Linked DNA regions of Mus musculus: all the other regions are linked to region 2. The links are chromatin contacts, called in public HiChIP or PLAC-seq maps. All regions are on one chromosome and are shown on one strand. Each heading gives the region's core, a stretch centred on a gene start, on an enhancer-like site or on the middle of the called end of the contact. The rest is flanking DNA. Distances are from core to core; before and after follow the strand shown.

The links. HiChIP or PLAC-seq counts read pairs in DNA pulled down with a chosen protein or histone mark.
Region 1: a contact with region 2 is called in a FOXA1 HiChIP or PLAC-seq map of pancreatic cancer cells. The contact joins the promoter of Umps here to the enhancer-like site in region 2. A contact is called at or near these places in 1 of 39 promoter capture datasets (pre-B cells), 2 of 484 Hi-C or Micro-C datasets (the G1E-ER4 cell line and embryonic stem cells), 3 of 115 datasets of contacts at active chromatin or transcription factors (large pre-B cells, pancreatic cancer cells and pro-B cells) and 1 of 9 other capture datasets (pancreatic islet).
Region 3: a FOXA1 HiChIP or PLAC-seq map of pancreatic cancer cells shows a contact between it and region 2. The contact joins two enhancer-like sites. A contact is called at or near these places in 1 of 115 datasets of contacts at active chromatin or transcription factors (pancreatic cancer cells) and 4 of 9 other capture datasets (adipose tissue, embryonic stem cells, liver and 1 more).

The regions. Positions count from the first base shown.
Region 1 is chr16:33,965,562-33,969,491 of GRCm38.p6, reverse strand. Umps (uridine monophosphate synthetase) reads left to right here and starts at 2,454. Exons shown (of 6, transcript NM_009471.3): 1 at 2,454-2,666. The coding sequence starts at 2,511. It overlaps Kalrn (kalirin, RhoGEF kinase), which reads left to right. Exons shown (of 60, transcript NM_177357.3): 60 at 1-419.
Region 2 is chr16:33,593,153-33,597,329 of GRCm38.p6, reverse strand. All of the region lies in intron 5 of Slc12a8 (solute carrier family 12 (potassium/chloride transporters), member 8), which reads right to left. Among named protein-coding and RNA genes, the nearest start is that of Slc12a8, 77 kb to the right of the region's middle. Within about 2 kb of position 2,654, at least 153 of the 459 cell types and tissues checked have an H3K27ac peak or open chromatin away from gene starts, as enhancers often do. A contact at or near this core is called in adipose tissue, embryonic stem cells, liver and 2 more, where this site is marked.
Region 3 is chr16:33,883,678-33,887,613 of GRCm38.p6, reverse strand. It overlaps Itgb5 (integrin beta 5), which reads right to left. Exons shown (of 15, transcript NM_001145884.1): 5 at 2,493-2,661. Among named protein-coding and RNA genes, the nearest start is that of Itgb5, 56 kb to the right of the region's middle. Within about 2 kb of position 1,568, at least 59 of the 459 cell types and tissues checked have an H3K27ac peak or open chromatin away from gene starts, as enhancers often do. A contact at or near this core is called in adipose tissue, embryonic stem cells, liver and 1 more, where this site is marked.

The sequences.
Region 1 (3,930 bases), core at 1,205-3,704, 370 kb before region 2:
CATACTTCCATCAGGCTTGTGACAATTGTTTTAAAATCACTCCACAGTATTGGTAAATAGCTCTATATTTTCAAGGTGCAGAAGAATTCCACAGCCTTAATTATTTCAGTGTCTTGCTGGTCTGCCTTAATGTATCTTCTGGGGTTTTTGGGTTTTGGTTGTCTTATTATTTTAACTTTTTCTGCAGCTGTTCATTTTGTATGCACATGATGTTGTTTTGTAAAGGTAGGTTGTAAATATTTTATTTGTAAGTCTGACTCACTCACTCACTCACTCACTCACTCACTCCTGTGTAATGTTGTAAAGTGCCGACCTGCTGTCTTGTTCTTATTGCAGTAAACGTTATAAGTTGTGGATGAAACTTCAAAATGTACATTTCACATGTTATGCATTCCTATAAATATAATATACTGAAGGTACTTCTTTAGTCCTGTTCCCCTTTAAAATGTTATAACATTTGTGTGTGTGTGTGTGTATGTATGTGTGTATATGTGTGTGAACGTGTGTGTATGTGTGTATGTACGTATGTGTATGTGTGTATGTATGTGTATGTATGTATGTGTGTGTGTATGTGTGTGTATGTATGTGTGTATATGTATGTATGTGTGTCTGTGTGTGTATGTGTGTATGTATGTATGTGTGCGTCTGTGTGTGTATGTATGTATGTATGTGTGTCTGTGTGTGTATGTATGTATGTGTGTATATGTATGTATGTGTGTATGAATGTGTGTATGTGTGTGTGTGGGTCTGCAGAATCTGGTTCTCTCTTTTCACCATGTGGGTCCAATAGACTGAATTCAGGTCGCCAGGCTTAGTGGCAAGTCTCTCCTTCACCCACTGAGCTACCTCTTACTGGCAGTTGTCTTTTTTTCTAACTAAAACTTCTGCTTTTTCTCCCAGTGGGGACACTGAGGTAATATGGTTGTCCTCTCTTTCCCCTCAAATATTTGAAAGCCTGGCAAGCTTTAAAAAAAAAATCCCATCAGTGGCCCAGCAAGATGGCTCATCAGATAACAGCGCTTGTCACCAGGCCTGAGGATTTGAGTGTGACCCACAGGCCTGCAGAGTGAATGCAGAGCTTCAGCTTCAGCTCCAGCTGGATCGCACAGGTTTATGCATACAGGTTGGTAGGAGGCTTGATCAGGCTTCCAGTGTCTGCAGGTGATGCACAGCTGGGAATGAGGCTGATCTATTGAGCATTCTGTCAATTAACAGCACACAGAGATGAACGTAGTTGTTGACCTAGCAAGAAGAACAAAGCATTTTAACATCTGAATTCTTATTTAATCAAGGCCTTACTGAAGTTGCTGGTAATGAGAAACAACTGTCAAGACAACAAATTTTACCTGTCATGGTGGTGAACACTTTTAATTCAAGCACCCAGGAGGCAGAGGCAGATGGATCTCTGTGAGTTCGAGGGCAATCTGAGCCTTCACTACATTGTGAAGTCTACATCAGGCTGGGTAACATAAGGAAGCCCTGTTTCAAACCCAAAACAAACGCTGGGATCTATGGGGGTTTCCACGCTGGGAGCTCAACACGATCTCTTTAGAGAAAACAAAGAGACAAAATGAAATCTCAGTCTGTTTGATAAGTGGCATTTCCTTAAAATAGGAAAATACAGTCAATCCCAGCACTTGAGAGGCAGGTGGATCTCTGAGTTCGAGGCCAGCCTGGTCTACAGAGTGAGTTCCAGGACAGCCAAGGCTATACAGAGAAACCCTGTCTCAAAAAAAAAAAAAAAAAAAAAAAAAAAGAAAAAAAGAAAAAAACAAACAAACAAACAAAAAGGAAAATACAGTCTTAGGGGATTATCATTATTATTAACACAGGCTCACTAGATACCTAGGTCAGCCTTGAACTTGGAATCCTCCCATTTCAGGTTCTTACATAGCTAGGACTACAGGAGTTCACTTAACCAGCTAAGGGTTTTGTAAACCAAATATGCTTGAGTTTTCAAACTGCCCAACATTCCCCTTCCAGTTAGCCAATAGATACTGTCAGTTGATCCTCCCTAACTGGCCCCACCCTTCTTCATCTGGTACACTTCAAGTGGTCTAAAGGAAGTTTGTCAGCCCCTGAGTGCACGGTGACCTGCTTCAGATTTCTATGTGCAAATTACTATGAAACTCTCCCACGCCAACTGCTGTAAAATTAATACAAGAAGGTAGCCACAGGCTCTGTCTTAGAGGATTTTTATTTTATGGAAAGAAACCCTGAGAGATTAGGGAAGTGGCTGTTAACAGTGACTGGATCAGATAAAGAAGCGCTCAGCTATAAACAAAACAAACAAAATAAAAAATGAACGAAGCCTACAGATCCCTCCGGGGGAAATCAGGCTTCGATCTAGCTTTCAGGTTTGAAAACCCACCTCCCCAACCAGGAAGCATCTAGAACACTCAATGAAGCCCGCGGCCCGGGCCGGAAAGGGGGGCGGAAGAGGCGGGACTTCTGGGTGACGTCACGGGCCCCAAGCCCCTCGGCTTCCAGAGCGAACTGAGCGCGCGAGAATGGAGGTCGCCAGCCAAGCCCTGGGCCCCTTGGTCACCGAGCTGTATGACGTGCAGGCTTTCAAGTTCGGGAGCTTCGTCCTGAAGAGCGGGCTCTCCTCCCCAGTCTACATCGACCTGCGGGGCATCGTGTCACGCCCGCGTCTTCTCAGTCAGGTACCAGCCCCGAGGGACGGGATGGCTCCGGGTGGCGGGAAAAGAGAGCAGGAGATGGCGGGGGTGGCCGAAATTGGGGACAAGGGAGAGCCACAGACCAGGCAGGCAAGCCCTCCCGACTGCTGGTCTGGAGAGTGTGGAGGAGCTTGGGGACCGGGAGCCTTCAGCTTCTTTGAGACCTTGTTTCTGGACCGATCGGTGTAGACACGTGTTTTGCGAGAGTCCGGGTGTCCTGTTGGGCTCTGGCCGGCGGAGAAGTCCTTGAGTGAGTTCTGTGTACCTAACCCCCAGAAAGTGACAATTAGGGAGGAAAGGAAAAGGCGGGAGGGTGGAGAAATTAGTAGCGGATCAAACGACTCGATTTAATAGTGCATGGCCAGTAGCAAGAAGTGAAAGCCATATGGTGGATACCAGAAAGGCAGAATTTTTTGGTTGGCAAGGGTAAAGTGTGCACTTAGAGGTTTCTAGCCTGTTGTTTCTCAAACCTCGTGTCGGTTGTCTGTGAGTCACCGCCAAGTCGGCCTTGAGGCAGTGCTTTCTAGAATAACAAGCCTCCAGCCGAACTGCATGCAGATGGCATTTAGAATAAAAGGTTAGAAATGGCAGGAAGTGTTGCTAGGGACTCTGTGTGGATTATAGATCATTGTGAAGTTTGTATTAGCGTTTATAGTGGGTGTGGGTGTGTGTCCAGGTGTGCACGTGCCGTGGTACACTTTCGAAGATCAGAGTGTGTTCTCGCCCTCCCTCTCTGTCTTGAGGGTTAAACGGATTGAACTCAGGTGGTCAGGCTGGGCAGAAAAACCTTTACCAGAGGAGCCAGTGTGCCTGCCAGAATTGTTAATAAATAAAGCACTGGGGTTGGAGTCAAAAGTTAAAGGTCCCACTTCATAGTGCTGCTCAAGGCCAGCCTGGGCTACATGAGAATTTGTCCCAAGACCAAACATACTAATGGAATAGTTAAAAGTTACTAGTGGCTACTTTGTTGCCTAGTGTAACTGTAGAATATTTCCATTATTTGCAGAGGTCTATCAAGACATAATATGTATGTAGCCAGGTATGGTGGTGCACATCTATAATTCCTGCATTCAGGAAGCTGAGGCAGGAGAATTGTGAGTTTGAGGTCAGCCTGGGTTGCACAGGGAGACCCTGTTTTTAAAAACCAACCCCTCTGCCCTCAATGTACTGTTCCTATCACATACTTAAGGTTTGTTTCTTGGGTACCCATTTTGCCTAAATTGTTGTGAGTAGATTGAAACCCTGATTG
Region 2 (4,177 bases), core at 1,405-3,904:
GTTCACTAAAGGCAACCTTATTATTTCTTTATCAAAGAACACCCAGGTCTCCTCCAGGCGACTTCCAACTGCACCCTATAGGTGCCAACTTTCTGTTTCTTGAGCCACACTGCCCATTTTCTTCCTTTCCCTGGTTTCCTACATTTAATCTTCTATTAAAAGAATATATACACCCAAAGTGCCTAAATCTTATCGTTTTCTTGTCCACACATCAAATAGCACCTTACAGGACTGTGGCAAAAGCAGAGAAAGATTTATAAGGCGCTTAGTACTCAGCACCTAGCCGCAGCTACTATATCAAGGTCCACCCACAAAAATGGACTGAAGCAGGAGGATCAAGAGTTTGAAGCCAACACATTTCAGACCAGCTTGGGCTACATACCTGAAGTTTCCAAAGACTTGGGCTGTCTCTCCCTCCCTTCTTCCTCATTTCCAAACCATGTTCCTGCCCCACATTGGCTTACAAACTGGTCAGCTAAGTTGTTCTTGTAGAATCTTTATCCCTTTTCTCCTCGGAGACAGAACCAGTCCTCCATCTCCTTAGCTGTACAGATGCTGCTGGAAAAGACAGCCTCAGACCAGGCCTTGCAAATGCCAAGGCTCAAGCAAGGGTGGCAGGGATAGCCCCAGACACCATGCAGTCTCTCCTCCAGAGAAACAGTAGGGTTTACTGCTTACCATCTGGGTGATCGACAGTAGAACCCAAGTAAAGATTTAGCCTAAACTTTAAAGCAGATGCAGATATGTAAGATTTTGAATATGAAATGAGAGCAGGGGTTTTAGCAGGAGTTGCAGCAAATGAGGGACCTTGGAGCCAAGGCCTCACTGAATTCCTCCAAAGGTTCCTGTGTCGGAAACTGGAGTGAAAGATTCCTGCTAGCTGACCACAGTGGTGACCATCAGTCATCCAAGCATTTGGAGGACAGAGGCAGGAAGATCAACTGTATAGCAAGTTCCAGGGGGGTGGGACTCCGGCCAGCATGAGCACAGCGACCATGGCGACTATGTGACCATGCAACCATGGCTCTGGCAGGCTGTGGCCTTCTCCCCCATCCCCTTTGCCTTGCTAAAAACCATTAGATTACATTCCTAAAGGAGCCACCAAGGTCCATTCCCTTATTTGTGCATTTCCTCTTCCTGAAGCTGACTACCAAGGTCCAGCTATCAAAGTATTTAAGTCAAGCAACCAAAATCCCCTTTGGCTCATCTAATTAACATGCCGATTAAAATTAAACATGTGACATTTCCCCGTTTATCTTTATAAACTGCCACTTGCCTATGGACCATGTCTGTCTCCCCTCTATCCAGAGACAGTCTTGTCCCCACAGAATAAATACTCTGATCCTCTCCCCTGTTCCATCCCTCTTCTCCCTTGTCCTCTATTTCCTGTCTTTGTCTCTTATTCCCTTCCCTCTGTCTCTCTGGGGCAAATAAATCTTTGTGCTGAGAACTTGGTCTTGGAGTTCCTGAGCTGATATCGATCTCTTACATCAGGCTAACCTGGGCTTCCTGGGAGAGAGAGGTTATGTTAAGGGCATTTGAAGATGGAACATTTAAGAGGTAATTAGGATAAGATGAAGTCATAAGAATGAGACCACATGGTGACTTTAGTGTCTTTATAAGAAAAGAGGGCTAGGTACGTGTGGCCAGTGGTAAAGTAAGACTTACTTAACATGTACAAAGCCCTCGGCTCTACTATCTGTATCATAAAACAATAACAACTATAGCAAAGTCCAACTGCCAGCCCAGGGGTATGCGCCTGTAATTCCAACACCCGGAAGATAGAGGCAGGATTATAACAAGAGGGGAGGAGTGGAGAAATCTGAGTTAGCATGGTTTGCTATGTTTCACCATGTGACACCCTCCAGCCTGTTCTCACACATCACAAGGCCTTTCCCAGATGCTGTGCAGATGTTGGACACTATGTCCTTGAACTTTCCAGACTCTAGAATCATGAGTCAAATAAACTTCTACTCAGTCTCAGGCATTGTGTGATAGAGATAGGAAATGGACTAAGATAACAGACCTGTTTCTCACAGAACCAGGGAGGGTTTAAAAGAGAGGCGGTATCATCCACAGCTCTGTGCGGTGTGTCATATGGTAAGCTATGGAAATAACAATTATAGATATAATGTAAAATCACAAATTCTATAAAATCTTAACCAAGTGTGTACAATCATAGAGCTTCCTCTCTTCTCCTTTTCCTGCCCACAAGTCCGTCAGAATGAAGTGCGATCTGCCCCATCCTTTTTTGGTCCTCTCTAGTTTTTAAACCTAGGGTCCCTTCTCTCATCCAGCAGGGGCTTGCTTGTTCTCATTCATGGAGATGGAGAAATAGTGTGGGGCTGGATGGTCGGTCGGGTCGGCAGGGAGGGGAGTCAGTGAGACATTAACCACAGAGCAATCCGGGCTGAGGTCCTGCAGACAGCTTCCCAGGATGCATAGGTGTAAATAAGAAGTCATGATCAAGAGTCAAGGGCACCACAGAGACAGACCTTGACAAAGAAGATGGCCAAGGCCATTCTGGTAAAAGCTGTTGGTTTCCCACCAAGTTCTTTACGCTGGGTGTGGTCAGCCACAGCTCCGAGTGCTGACTGTGGCCAAAGAGCCTCTTGTCCTTTCCAGTAAGAGTCTGGGATTTGAGGACAAGGGTTATGTGACCTCATACAACTGGTATTTTTCTCAGCAAGCTCTTTGAACTGTGGTCCTGGAGGGGCTGGCTCCCTAAGGGTGTGTTTGGGAAAACCCTGTAGAGAGGGATGTTTTGCTGGTACAGCAAAGCAAATGAAGAGTCTAGGCCAACCCCTATCCTCACCCCTGCAGCCCCTACCACAGGGTGTGGTAGAGCCTAGCTTGGTGAGGACCAGAGGTCAGGTTCCATAAATACAGTGGGGGCACCACACCTACAGTTCAACTGCTCCTCAGAAGTCACTGCCCCCTGGGATAAAGTATCTAGGTAATATATAGGATGCGGCTCTAGAGGCGGGGACAAGGCAACAATGCTTATTCTTCAAAGCTCCCCTTTCCAGCCAGGAAGAGGATAGTGCAGGAGGGCGCCCCAGCCATGACTCATGCACAGATAATCCCTAGCAAACCTATCACCATGGAAACTGCCAATCATGCATGCTTTTCATCACTTAACCGAACATCTGCCAGGGGAAAACAAGTGGTTTGAATCATGTGGCCTGCCTCTGTGTTTATCCATCCCCCCCCCCCCCCCCCCAGTAAACAGAGTCAGGGGAGGCTCCACTCCAAAGCAATGGGAGGTCCTCCTCTGCTTCCGAATTGTCTGTATGATGTCAGTCAGGTCCTTCCCAATATTTTCTGAGCCCCTCCTTCCCCAGTTGGGAAAAAACAAAAAACAAAAAACCAAAAAAACAAAAAAACAAAAAACAAACAAAAAAAAACAAACAAAACCCCTCACATCAAAGGTTCTCACGCTGCTGTGAGAAGCAGGAGGCCTGCCTGGTCTCTAAGATGGAGAAGCCCATGTAGCTGACTCTCTATTCAGTATTATAATTTTAACTCCTAGACGGTTACAAAATGACATTTTCTTAAAGCACAGAAAATAAATCGGTGTTTGTGTGAGCATATGTACATGTTGGGGGTAGATATTTGTTCGGGGGTGGGGGTGAGCACGTACCATGGGGTGTGGGTGAGCATGTACCCTGCAAGTGTAGGTAAGCATGTACCATGGTACACGTGGCAGGCAGACAGAGGACAACCTTGGAATGTCAGCCCTCACCTTTCTGCCTTGTCTGAGACAAGGTCTCTGCATAAAACAGGCTAGCTGCCTTGAACCTTCAGGAGATTCTTTCATCTCCACTCCCACCTCCTCGTGGCCTCGCTGGGACTGTAGATGCTTACCCTCCCGTGTCTGACTTTTATGTGTTTCAGTGATCAGAACCCACGACATCAGGCATGCTTGAGACAAGCCCTTTCCTCAGTGAGCCATCTCCTTGGCCTCAGAGAATACATCTCAACCGATATTCTTAGGTAGCTGTCTCAGATGAAGACAGAGACCCTCCCTGGAGCAGAATTTGCGGTGTGGTTATCCAGAAGGAGTTGTGGATTAAAAGACAGTAAATTGGAGGGACTCAAGGGTGTAAATGTAGCTCAGTGGTAGAATTCTTGTCTAGCTTGTAGCAGGCCATGGGTTCCAGTGTTACCAATCACA
Region 3 (3,936 bases), core at 319-2,818, 290 kb before region 2:
AAAGAAAAAGAAAAAGAAAAAGAAAAAGAAACCATATGAAAGAAAGAAAGAAAGAGAGAGAGAGAGAGAGAGAGAGAAAGAAAGAAAGAAAGAAGAAAAAAAATGAAGGGAAGGAAAAGGAGTGAAGAGCAGGAAAAGCAGCCCAGGTGTGCAAGAGTCCAGCCAGGTAAGTGAAGCTACTGTGGTTGGAACACAGAGGCCCTGATGGGGCCCAGGAAAATGACACACTGGCCATTATATAAGTAAAGCCTTTAAAAAAAAAAAAAAAAGCTGGCCTTACCTTGTGACACAGGCCTTTAATCCCAGCTCCTGAGAGGCAGAGGGGTTGGGGTGGGGCGGGGGCGGGGACAGGGGAGATGGCTCAACTTGTAAAAACACTAGCTACAGAAGCCTGGCAACCTGAATTTGACCCAGAACCCAAGTAAAAAACCTGACACGGGAGTTGGGGGTTCAGGGGTTCGCATCTGTAATTTCAGTACTCCTAAGGCCAGATGGGAGGCAGAAGCAGCAGAATCACTCCTTGGCTTCTTTGAGCCTGCCTGATTTCTTATAGACCTTAGACTTGTGTCAGTTTTCCAAGCCTTGTTTCCAAAGCTTGCTGGCCAGTTAGCCTGGCGCACACAGCATAGGAACAGAGAGATAAAGAGAGAGACAGAGACAGAGACAGACAGAGATTGAGAAATCCGATACTTTAATAGTTTCCTGAAGACACCGATGCATAGTTAGAGTAAACAGAGTTGGAGTCTGGAAACCTCAGCGCTGAGGCCACACTCACTGCCCCACCCACTCCTCGTCCTACTCCGAGGTCAAGGGTGCTTCCTGTTTGGTAAAGTAGGAAAGCAACCATAGCCCCAGTCTGAACCACTCACCACACATCAACCTGTATAATTTTAGAATAAGGAATACACAACTTAAAGCCAACTTCTAGAGAGTTCTGAGGGAAACAATAACTGATAAAAGGAGGAACCATAATTGAGACCCAGAACAAGCATAAACCAGTTCAACCATAGGTTTATAAAGCAATAAAGGTAATGGCATGCACACTCCAATCCTAACCCACTTGTGGATACTACATTAGAAAAAGATGCTTGCCTAAGAGAGTGGCCCCTTAGCTGTAAACACCGTTAAATTCCTCCAACAGCAATCTGAGCAGCAGTGGAGGGCAGGGAGAGGGCAGGGGGGATGCTTGTGTGTGCATGCTCGTGTGAGCATGCATACGCATGCATACATACACACACACACACACACACACACACTACCACTAGTGAGAATACCAAAGAGAAGCAGGTATTTCCCTTATCTTCTGCAAAGATCACCTTTCTAAGAAATACAGAGCATGCCTTAGAGCTAGACCTTAAAGAAGCCATGCAATAACCCTAAGGTCCACAAGTTGATAATGAGTAGTCCAACCCAGGAATATCAGAGCCAAGGAGAACCCACGATGTGAGTCAGACCTGTCCTCGGACTAATCACCAAAAGCAAAGGTCAATGGAAGCAGAGGAGCGCATGTGCTGGATTCAAGAACTCTGGCCCTTATGAGGCCAGCCAAGTACACAGGACTCCAGAATAATTAATCCTCTGTCACACACAGTCAGCAGGACTAGGAGCCTCTGATCTGGACAAAGGGGAGCAGACCCAGTGAAGAAAGAAAGGCAATGATATCTGAAATACCACTCAAGTGATAGGGGCACACGGTCTCTGTGGACACAAAGATCTCTGTGGCCACGCGTGATCACTAATGGCAGACCACGGACGCGTGCAGTTTCATTTCTCCATTTTCTCCACTATTATGTTTGAAATGCTTCACTGCAAAAATAGCACACATTCATTATTGCTATCGGTTTTGGTTGATTTCCAGTATTTTCTTCCTTTTCTTAAAAGAATGCATCGCCAGTGTGGACGCTCTACACGGAGCTTACTGAAAACTGCCGAGCTCATGCACAGAGACCAAAAAGATGAACCAAACCGTACAGAACCCATGCTTCAGTAATGAGCTCAGAATAATTAATCTTTTACTGCTGCTATTAGGCTTTTTTGACAGTACAAACTTATTCTATCACTAATTCGATATCTGTATTGCATTCATGTATTGCCCCAAGTTGAGAACCTCTCAAAGTCAAAGTTCCCTTCTGGTTGAAATCTCTGCCCTCCCTCTGGATTCACACATCTCAGAGGAACAGGAAAAACAAAACAAACATAGGCATGCAGCCAAAGACTTCGGTGATTCTATTTCAGCTGGATTCCCCAGTAAGGCAATCTTTAAGGTTAAAATGACAAGCCAAAAAAAAAAAAAAAAAAAAAAGCTGATGCATAAACACAGAACAGCCATCTGTCTGGCAAGGACACCAGCCTATCGCACAGAGCCACACCCAACACAAGCTCAACTCTTCCCAAGTCTAGCTGACTTGATTGCTAGAGATTCCGCCATGGTGCGGCTGAGCTCAGCCTCTGATGTAACAGTGAATGGGAGCCACGTGCTTGGGTGTTCTTACCTTGCAGACAGCAGCCTGGAGGACCGCATCAAACCCCCCCTCGGGGGCATCTCGGTTCCGGGACACCCTCTGCTTCCTCACTTCCTCGTTGAAGCTGTCGACTCTGTCTGTGAGAGGCAGCAGATGCCGGAACCCGAAGGAGGGGACGCAGTTGGGGAATAACTTGTAACTAGAGAGGAAGGAGAGAAGGGTGGATTTTCCATCATCATCTGTAAGCCTTTTCAATCTCTTAAGAGATCCATTTATTTATTTTATTTATATGATTACACACTGTAGCTGTCTTCAGTCACATCAGAAGAGGACATCAGATCCCATTACAGATGGTTGTGAGCCACCATGTAAGTGCAGAGAATTCAACTCAGGACCTCTGGAAGAGCAGTCAATCTTAACCATTGAGCCATCCTTACAGCCCCTACCTTTTCAATTTTTAATTACATTATATTTTAGTGTGCATGTATGTACACAAACACGCACATGGGGACACACAGACACACACACACATGAGAGAACAACTTGCAGAGATCAGCTCTCTTCTATCATGTGGGTTCTGGGAATCAAACTCAAATGATCTTCTCACTGAACCATCTCGATGGTCCCATCTCTAAATATTAATCAACTGTCCTGGCCTTCACTAAGTACCTTGGAAAAACATCAATTAACAACTACCACCTGCTCTGGGCAAGGCCTAGTGGAGAGAACAAAACCAAATAACTCTTAAACAACCAGCCCTCCCTGTGGGCACACAGCCAGACCAGGGAAGTGTGCAGACAATGGCTCAAAGAACTGGAGGTCATGGCAGACTCTGGCTGCGGGAAGACTTGACACCAGCGTTGGAAGATGAGTGGGACCAGGTACAATCGAGGATGCAGGCCAGGGAGGGCACACGGGCACACAAGCAGGACTCTGGGTAGCCAGCTTTTCTCATCAAACTATGCTGCTGCCGTAAGACAAAGGACCCACTGGTGACTACCAGACTGTGCTGGCACAAGAAGCGATGCAGAACGGAACAGGAATTATAGACCTTCTACCCTATCAATCCTTCATTCATTTACTACAATGATAAAGCGTCCACTGGCCAGAGAAATCTACAAATTCTTCAAATGGGAAAAAGACAGGCATGCTAAAAACTTTCAGGGAAGCGGGAAGCCCTAAGGGGCCCCTTTTCCTAGAGAAAGTAGTTCCGATGATACTATCAAACTGGGGCAATGAAACAGACAAGATGCCTTAAATGGATCCTTGGGATAAAGGAATCGAGGGCAGAGTATGGCAGCCAGAGAAAAGAATGTTAACACCATGTGGAGAAAGGCGACAGAGGAAGGCCAGCAGGCCGGATGCAGTGTGCACAGGACAGATCTGCAGGATCTCTGGACTGCTAAAAAGAAAGGTCTCTCTTCAGAAAAGCAAGTATTGACAGAAAGGCCTAGGAGAAAGGCTTTAGAATGCC